Linked DNA regions of Zea mays: all the other regions are linked to region 3. The links are chromatin contacts, called in public Hi-C maps. All regions are on one chromosome and are shown on one strand. Each heading gives the region's core, a stretch centred on a gene start, on an enhancer-like site or on the middle of the called end of the contact. The rest is flanking DNA. Distances are from core to core; before and after follow the strand shown.

Region 1 (2,917 bases), core at 132-2,631, 550 kb after region 3:
TCAGTGAAAAATGTAAGTACCTCTGCATGGATCAGAAACATTTGTCGAACCCAAGTAGCTTAGTGACCCGCTTGGCAATCCAGGGTTCATCACGTCCAACTTGACCTTTGATGTATCCACCTACCAAGCACAAAATCACTGAATCAGAGGAAGCCCTTGCAGAAACAACTATATATCCCTAAAATATTGTGCGCTCGTTACAGCCAAATTGAGAAACAAAGGGTATGAGTGAAAGAACGAGCTAACCAGATGGTCAAGCTCGGACGTGAACTTCTGTGTCTTGAGCAACTTGGCTTGCTTATTTGAGAAGCTTGTGTCCTGGTCAGTCAATGCCCCTGCAAAAAACACGACAATTAGAGTGGTCTCTACCAATAATAGATCCGACGAGAACAAATGTGACCAGATGAAGCGCACGCTAGGTAGATCTACCGTTTATGCCACATTGCCCATGGAATGGGAGGAGTGGAGCTCGTGCCGGAGCAGAAGACGAGTGAGCAAGGAGATGAGATCTTGGTCCCTAGGGGCGACGAGGAGGTTCAGAGTTGGCTGGACTCGACTTTTATCACCTAGTGAGCATCCTTATCCGGAGGCGAGCGCCCTAATCCTCCTTGTCGGTGGCGGTGCAACGGCGGAAGAAGCGGGCAGAGGTTGTTGTGAAATGGATGGGGTTTGTTTCTAGAGAGATAGCTGTGAGAACGCTAATGTGCAAACAAATAGGATAGGGATGGGATATGATCTGGGACCACATGTTGATTTTGAAGAAATACAAGAGGTTCTTTGTAAAAAGATGACGAGGGACGACCGTTGAAACTGGTGCTTTAATATAGTAGAGAACTATGTAAAGGGTGCAGTCTACAATGCAAAACAATGTTTTACATAGTCATATGCACGATCTGTTGACCATAGCCTAAGTATACTAATAACATTAACTTTATAATGCCACTACATTTTTATGTACAAGGATTGTCAAAGCTTGAGAAAGTATTTGTGACAAAAAACTCAAAAGGACATATAGTTGCAACTGGTTGAATTATAATGTATTGATAGAGTTATAAAAGGGGTAGTAAATGATTAGTTGAAGTTATGTCTTTAAGATAGTAAAAACTTAATAAGGTAAAAGCATTCTAAAATTGGTCTTCTATTTGAACGTACTTTTGAAAAGTTAAGATATAAAAGCAGGCTAAACATATTCAACCGCCCAATAAAACTTTTCCATTTGTGCATATATAGAAATTAATAAATATAAAAACTATAAATACATGCCACACCTCTTTTAGGGCCATAAAAGCGTTCCACTGATCGTATTGATTACCATATGCATGCCTTATTTACAAGCTAGGCTTGACTATATATATACACGGGGTCCAACTTCCATCCACCACAACGATCTCCTATGCACAAACATCCACAAAAACAAAAGAAGGGAAAAACACAAGCTAGCCATGGTTAGCAGCAAGATTAGTATTGTCGGAGCCATCACATCTCCAATTGTGGTTGTGGTGGCACTGACACTATTGATCACACTTTTGGCACCGACAGTAGATGCACAACCATACTCAACAATGCCACCTAGCATGATCGGAGATTTATTGCCACGGACGAGAGTACCTCCGTCTGGGCCTAGCCATCCTCCACCCATGGCGGCGATGCCACCATCATGGAGAATGCCATCCGCTGGACCTATGAAGCCTCCTTCCATGGCGGCGATGTCACCTGATGTTGTTGGGGATTTGCTACCACGAGGACCTAGCCATCCGCCACCAAGGGTAGCGATGTCACCTGATGTTGTTGGGGATTTGCTACCACGAGGACCTAGCCATCCGCCACCAAGGGTGGCGATGTCACCTGATGTTGTTGGGGATTTGCTACCACGAGGACCTAGCCATCCGCCACCAAGGGTAGCGATGTCACCTGATGTTGTTGGGGATTTGCTACCACGAGGACCTAGCCATCCGCCACCAAGGGTGGCGATGTCACCTGATGTTGTTGGGGATTTGCTACCACGAGGACCTAGCCATCCGCCACCAAGGGTAGCGATGTCACCTGATGTTGTTGGGGATTTGCTACCACGAGGACCTAGCCATCCGCCACCAAGGGTGGCGATGTCACCTGATGTTGTTGGGGATTTGCTACCACGAGGACCTAGCCATCCGCCACCAAGGGTAGCGATGTCACCTGATGTTGTTGGGGATTTGCTACCACGAGGACCTAGCCATCCGCCACCAAGGGTGGCGATGTCACCTGATGTTGTTGGGGATTTGCTACCACGAGGACCTAGCCATCCGCCACCAAGGGTAGCGATGTCACCTGATGTTGTTGGGGATTTGCTACCACGAGGACCTAGCCATCCGCCACCAAGGGTGGCGATGTCACCTGATGTTGTTGGGGATTTGCTACCACGAGGACCTAGCCATCCGCCACCAAGGGTAGCGATGTCACCTGATGTTGTTGGGGATTTGCTACCACGAGGACCTAGCCATCCGCCACCAAGGGTGGCGATGTCACCTGATGTTGTTGGGGATTTGCTACCACGAGGACCTAGCCATCCGCCACCAAGGGTAGCGATGTCACCTGATGTTGTTGGGGATTTGCTACCACGAGGACCTAGCCATCCACCACCCTTGGAGGAAATGATCGAGTATAGCAATGATGTCCTCGGTGCGAATGATAAACTTGTTGGTAATGTAAGGATGAATACATAAGGATAATGTGATGTAACTTATAGACAATAACATAAATAAAAAGAATACCCTGTGTTGTTAGTTCATGGATATGCACACCCACGTTCTATGTGGGATCTAGGGAATATTGTTTTCATGAGCAACAATATTATCTCAAAACAATATATCCGCTAGAAAAGTCCAATCATCTAATGAGTGCCGTTTAAATGAGTGCTTATTTATAGCCTGCAAGATTT
Region 2 (2,894 bases), core at 38-2,537, 590 kb before region 3:
CCTCAGCTCGTTGAAGCTGAAGGCCCTGACGTTGGCCGACTCCAGGATCTCGTCCTCGCTGCGGGGCGTCGGCAGCATGGACGCGGACGACGCGTGGCTGCTGCACCCGCTCAGGGCTGCCGCCGCCCCGTTCCTGCTCGCCAACTTGGACGCCGTCCCTGACGATCATCAAAAGGAAGAAACTTTGAGAATTCCGCGCATCGTGGTATTTATATTCCTTTTTGTTTGCCCAGTGTTAATAAAGTGAGAAAGAAGAGGGAAATGACCCATGGGCCGCCAAGTTAGAAGCCAAAGACTGAAGCTTCCTCTTCGCTTCCTTGGCTTGGCTTATACAAAGAAAACACGTAAAACCTTTCTTCGGCGTGCGTTGGGGTCGGGGGAGGAGGGAGGGCAGTCAAAAACATTGAAAAATAAAAACAGGGCAACCCTGGATTTAGGCCTAGCTGAACAAAAATCTGAACGTTCGATCCAGCTAGTGCCGTGAGTGGCATGGCATGTGAGGGGAAAAAGTCCTGTAAATTAAGTGAGCCGTGCTAGCAAAATATATTGTATCGGTTATCATAGACATAGCACTGAAATGGTGCTAGAAATCATCGTGATCCAAAAGAGTGGAAGACAAAGCCTGTGATGGACGGCTAACGTGATCGAAGGTGGAATCAATTAAACGAAGCGATCCAAAAGAGAAGAGACAAACCTGACGGGGATGAGGCGCCGCGGGACGGGCTGTCGGAGCTGATCTTGGCGCCCCAGCAGTTGCCCATGGCGACGCGCCGCGCCGCGGAAGGAACCCTTGCTGAATCAGAAAGGGGGTGGGGGAGCACGAGCAAACGACAAGCAGGGGCAGAGGAGAAGAAGAAGAAGAAGAAGAAGGCGGGGACCTTTTTGGTGATGGTGCCTGCGGGGTGCGGGCGGGGGCGGATGAGGTTGAGGAGGGATTGGAAAAGCGGGGCGGCAGAAGAGAAAAAGCCGGCGGTTTCCCTTTCTGGGTCACGCACCCCGCGTTGGCCTGCACGGATCGCTCCACCCTAAACCTGAAGAGCGAGGGGGGCTGAAGACCACCACCAACCAACTCTCGCGCCAGCGCCAGCGGCCGGGATACCGCCTGCCCTGCCACCAGCGCTTCTAGAAGTAGCAGCAGTGGGAGGGGGGCGAGGGGGGAGTGGATGGAGATGCCGCCGCCATTAATGGCTGGCGGGCGGAGGGGAAAGGCAAAGGCTCCCTCGGAAAGCGAGAGGGCGAGGACTGAGCACTAGCAGGGGGAGAGGTGGTGGTTGGCTCCCCACCCCTTTTCCTTCCGTCTAGTATTATATATTTATTTATTTTTCTCGTTGCCGTCACCCTACGTGAGGGCTCCACGGCCGTCCGCTGCGCATCGGACGGCGGCGACGGCCTTCCGTGGTGGGTAGGAAACGTGAACGAAATAAATAAATAAAATAAAATAATTAGATGGGTGGATCGAATCGCCGGCGCACGGCTCTGCCCGCTGCTACGGAGTCCAAAGAGGCGCGACGCAACACGGCCTCGCTGACTAATAAACGTTTTTTTATAAAAAAATAATACTATTCAATTTGGTTTGAATTTTAAAGCCTCGGGCGGCGGCGGCGAGTCAGCTGGCAAAATGTATATAGGGAGCGTGTGTGTGTGTACACGGACCGATGGGTCGGACAAAATGTGCTAGTAGTACTTTTTTTTTAATGGCAGCCGGTTTGATACTTGTGATGCGCTGCAGTGATTGATTGGAGAAGGACAAGTTGAGCACTGCAGGTAGTAATAGTAGTAGTAGTAGGTTAGCAGGTTGGTTAGATCTCCGTTGAATTGTATGCACGTCGCCGGCTGCGTGTGTGCGCGTGCACACGTGATCCAGGGATCTTTTGCCTTCCTTTTCTTTTCGGTTCGCTCCTCCTAGTACGTACTACTACTGTCTCGGCTTCAGGGAACACGTACGCACCCGCAGAGTCCAGGCCCTGCAACGTGATGGCCCATTGCCTGCTCGCCCACCGAGCCCAAGAAGGATGCACAGGGCCCAGCTGCCTCAGTTTTACTAGTACAGTCGGCCCATATACTCCGTGCCTACTTTGTACTTTGGGCCATTTCGCTTCTGCCAAAATCCCATATGTCGTCAATACACCGGCCATTTCAGGGGGGATGTTGTGCATCCGGCCTGCAAACTCCGAACGCTGCAGCCCCTCGGAAACTGGATGATGGGCCCAACGAAGGACACCACCGCTTGGCCGCTGGCTCTTCGGCTCTGTTTTCACGCGTTCGGCTCCGTGACGTGTGAGCGAGCAGGCACGGCTCCGCTGGCTGCAACGTTGGATGTTGACGCATATGTGTGTTGGTTGTTGACGGCTTCGTTTGGGGATCACTCTTCTGCTCTTATTCCTTTTGACATTAGTAAAACATTGGAAGAAATCAGAAAAGGCAAGTCCAGAATTGGTTGTATCTGGAGCATACTCGAAGCCTGTTGATCTGTGATCGACTGGTAATAAAGGAGATCACAATTTTCTAATTTATATATGGCGAACAATAACAGTAACTGGAATATTCTCAACTGGTAACAAAACTTCTCTATTCCCAAATGTTGTATCATTTACTGGTTCATCAAAATGTAGTTTTCGTGCAGTTGAGGCTTCTTGATCAAGACCAAGCAAAAGACTCGTATATTCTCCGGGCATGAAACATGGCACAGTGCTTGAAAAGTTGACCAACATATTGATGGAATTGTTTGGTGCTGACATATTGTCACATGTGTTACCTGGTCATTCTTCTACAATTCACATATATAAGAAAGAACATTATACCTTAAATATATTTGCAACTATTAAAAATGAGTTTGTGACTAAATAAATTAGTACATGCAACAATGAGTACCTCGCTCCTGAGAACTTTTATTT
Region 3 (2,769 bases), core at 166-2,665:
CACTAGGGCGAGCAACTCTAGCCATATAGATAGGATGTTGGAAGATTGTCACTACTAAATGATACTAAGGTATATAAGATGAAGATATACCTTTATAACATACAAATCGAATGTGGATGTGTCATGCCACATTAGAGCACACTAATGAAACCACATCAGATCACACTAATAAAAGTTCGGGGAATCAAGTGACATTAGGGACCCACCCAAGTGACCCTTAACCTGACGACCAAACATTAGTGGAGGTCCATACCCTTGACCCGACACGCTTAAAACTTTGATAAAAAAACTCATAGCAGCATCCAGTTCAAGCCTAATGCAATAAGGAGCTGTCATATGCTTTGCCCATTCTAACTTCCAGGTATATAAATCAACCAGCATCATATTGTTATAACCTCGCGATGAACATAATAACATCATGTCGAGCATAGCTACTTGTACAAACTTCGAATGCTATAGTTTCAGAACAAGAGCTTGCTGGAGGGGCGAAACAAACACTGACAAATTATAGGAGCACACAACATAATGCAGAATTTTATGGCTAGCAGGTAAGGTGCGAAGCAATAATCAAACTCCCCAGTTCGGTAAAAGTACCCAGAATACCTAGCAAGTGCAGAAAGTAGTTAATGGAGCGACAACAATGGAGCACATCTAAAGCTAGGAAGATGCACTTGTAGCTAGCAAGCAGAATTAGAAGAAACTAGTCATAGTTATTCCAGTAATAATTCTCAAAGCAAGGGAAGAAAATAACAGAAAGGGCGCATTAAGTTGACCAGTACTAGGGTTTCCATCTGCAGATCGAAAGTAAGGACCAACCAAAAGCTAGGCAACACAACAAGCTGCGCGTCTCGCCATACACAAATTCATCACCCAAAAACCAAAACCTTCACCGTCTGATCTGTCTGTCTGATCCGATGTGTGGGAGCAAGAGCGGTCGGATCGGATCGGATCACGCGGAGGCCGCGGCCGTCCGGGAGCGGTAGAGCTTGCCGAAGATGTGGAGGGCGGTGACGAAGCCGATGAAGCAGAGGGACATGACGAGCACCATGGTAGGCGAGAGCCGGAGCCCCGGCGCCTCGTCGGTGTAGAAGCGGAGCATGTTGCTCCCGCCGCCCCCCGAGAATCCGCCACCCCCGCCGGACGCGGTGGCGCGGCGGCGGCGCATCCCGGCGGCCGCCGCGGCCGTGCCGCGCGGCCCCACGGTGGCCGGGCGCGCGCCGGCGCCGGCGCCAGCGCCAACGGAGGACTGCGACTGCGAGGAGGAGCGGGCCATGGCTGGCGGGCGGCGTACGTAGGGATCTGCGGCACGAGGCGGAGGATGAGTGGAGAACTCGCTCGTATGCTCGGGATCGGCGGCGCTTATGCTCCTCCCGCTGCTTCGTCGTCGTCGTCGCCTAGACGGGAGGAGATAAGCTCGGTGGTGGGGTCGGGGGATGGGCAGGTTATTACTGCGTGCCGTGCGACTGCTATTCGTTGGGCTGGCTGTATCCAACCCGTACGTACATACTATCGGCCTACGTACTCGTGATAATTGCTAAAGATCGCAAAACGGAGCCCACGAGACCCACCAGCCCATTTCATTTTATCGTTTGGACCTCGAAACCAAAGGGAGAACGTCGAGATGGCATTTGGCATTTTATCGTTTAAACTATTATGCTCCTTGGGTTAAGTGATTTTTTTTAAAAAGATCTAAGAGCGGATTTGCAAATATATAACAGTTCTATAATAAGAGGAGGGGTTGTTCCAAACCGGCCATCTCTTCCACTCAGTAGTTCTCTAGATTTTCATCCGCTTAGAACTAGTTAGTGTGCTTCACTTCTAAAGAGAAGTAAACAACTCTATCGTATTTGTCACACCTGTAAAAATGAACGGTATTGGAAGGAAGCGAGATCTTGTTGACAGTATACAAAGGCCCTCTTTGACACAACTTCTATAAATTTTTTTCATAGGTTTAAGCAAAAGATAGACCAAACAGGACATTTTTGAAGCAGTTATCAGTTTAGCTGTTTATCAGAATGTACTAAAAGCAGACAATAAATAGAAACTGTTTTTTACAACTTCTATAACCAAAATATGTTCCATGAAATTCGTGCTCAAGGCTTTATAAAAGGCTCGATTAGAGTTGGGGGTTTGTTTGGTTCAGCTTTTTTCTGAGAAGCTTTTCTAAGAATCTGATTGTGAGGAGAATCTGACTGTAAAGAGAATCTAAGTATCATGGTGATTACATGTAAAAGAAGATAAAATATTTCATAGGATTTATGATATCGAAAGTGATGGTTTTTACTATCGCAACGACTCAGCTTATTATATGTTCATGTTGATTTTAGACAATTTTGACCAAAATAATTCTTATATAAGCAGACTGAAAAGAAAAAAAGCTAGACATTTACTAGTCTGCAGCAGCTTCTGGTGTCTAGAAGCTGGAAAAAAAAGCTGCGGACCTGGTCTCTCCCTCGCCCACTTATGTGCCATTAAAGCCCAATACATGAGCTACAATGTGGCCCAGCCTCAGAAGGCCCAATAGGTGGTCACTCTACTACCCGAAGCCGCGGGCTGAACCCTAACTGACCCAGAGCGATCGGAGCTGACGACGATGGCCGGGAAGGCGGCGGCCGCGACGGCGGCGAGGTGGGCGGAGGGGTACCCGTGGAAGGAGAAGCTGGCAAAGTACAAGGGTGAGCTCGGGAAGGGGGTGTGGGGATACTGGGAGCTCGGCGCGTGGAAGCCGCTCGGCATCAGCGCTCGCAAGCGCGCCCGCCTCCGCAAGGA

The links. A called contact is a pair of places that touch in the nucleus more often than the background predicts.
Region 1: a contact with region 3 is called in a Hi-C map of tassel, with 2.8 times the contacts expected there. The contact joins the promoter of LOC100279037 here to the promoter of LOC100280873 in region 3. A contact is called at or near these places in 3 of 25 Hi-C or Micro-C datasets (ear, endosperm and tassel).
Region 2: a contact with region 3 is called in a Hi-C map of bundle sheath, with 5 times the contacts expected there. The contact joins the promoter of LOC100285589 here to the promoter of LOC100280873 in region 3. A contact is called at or near these places in 4 of 25 Hi-C or Micro-C datasets (bundle sheath, endosperm, leaf and 1 more).

Annotation. Positions count from the first base shown.
Region 1 is chr8:136,507,384-136,510,300 of Zm-B73-REFERENCE-NAM-5.0, reverse strand. LOC100279037 reads left to right here and starts at 1,381. Exons shown (of 1, transcript NM_001399039.1): 1 at 1,381-2,761. The coding sequence starts at 1,443. The coding sequence ends at 2,702.
Region 2 is chr8:137,641,372-137,644,265 of Zm-B73-REFERENCE-NAM-5.0, reverse strand. LOC100285589 reads right to left here and starts at 1,287. Exons shown (of 6, transcript NM_001158480.2): 1 at 695-1,287; 2 at 1-158. The coding sequence starts at 761.
Region 3 is chr8:137,055,401-137,058,169 of Zm-B73-REFERENCE-NAM-5.0, reverse strand. It overlaps LOC100280873 (protein transport protein Sec61 beta subunit), which reads right to left and starts at 1,415. Exons shown (of 1, transcript NM_001153793.1): 1 at 550-1,415. The coding sequence starts at 1,273. The coding sequence ends at 950. LOC101202700 reads left to right here and starts at 2,520. Exons shown (of 3, transcript NM_001294319.2): 1 at 2,520-2,769. The coding sequence starts at 2,594.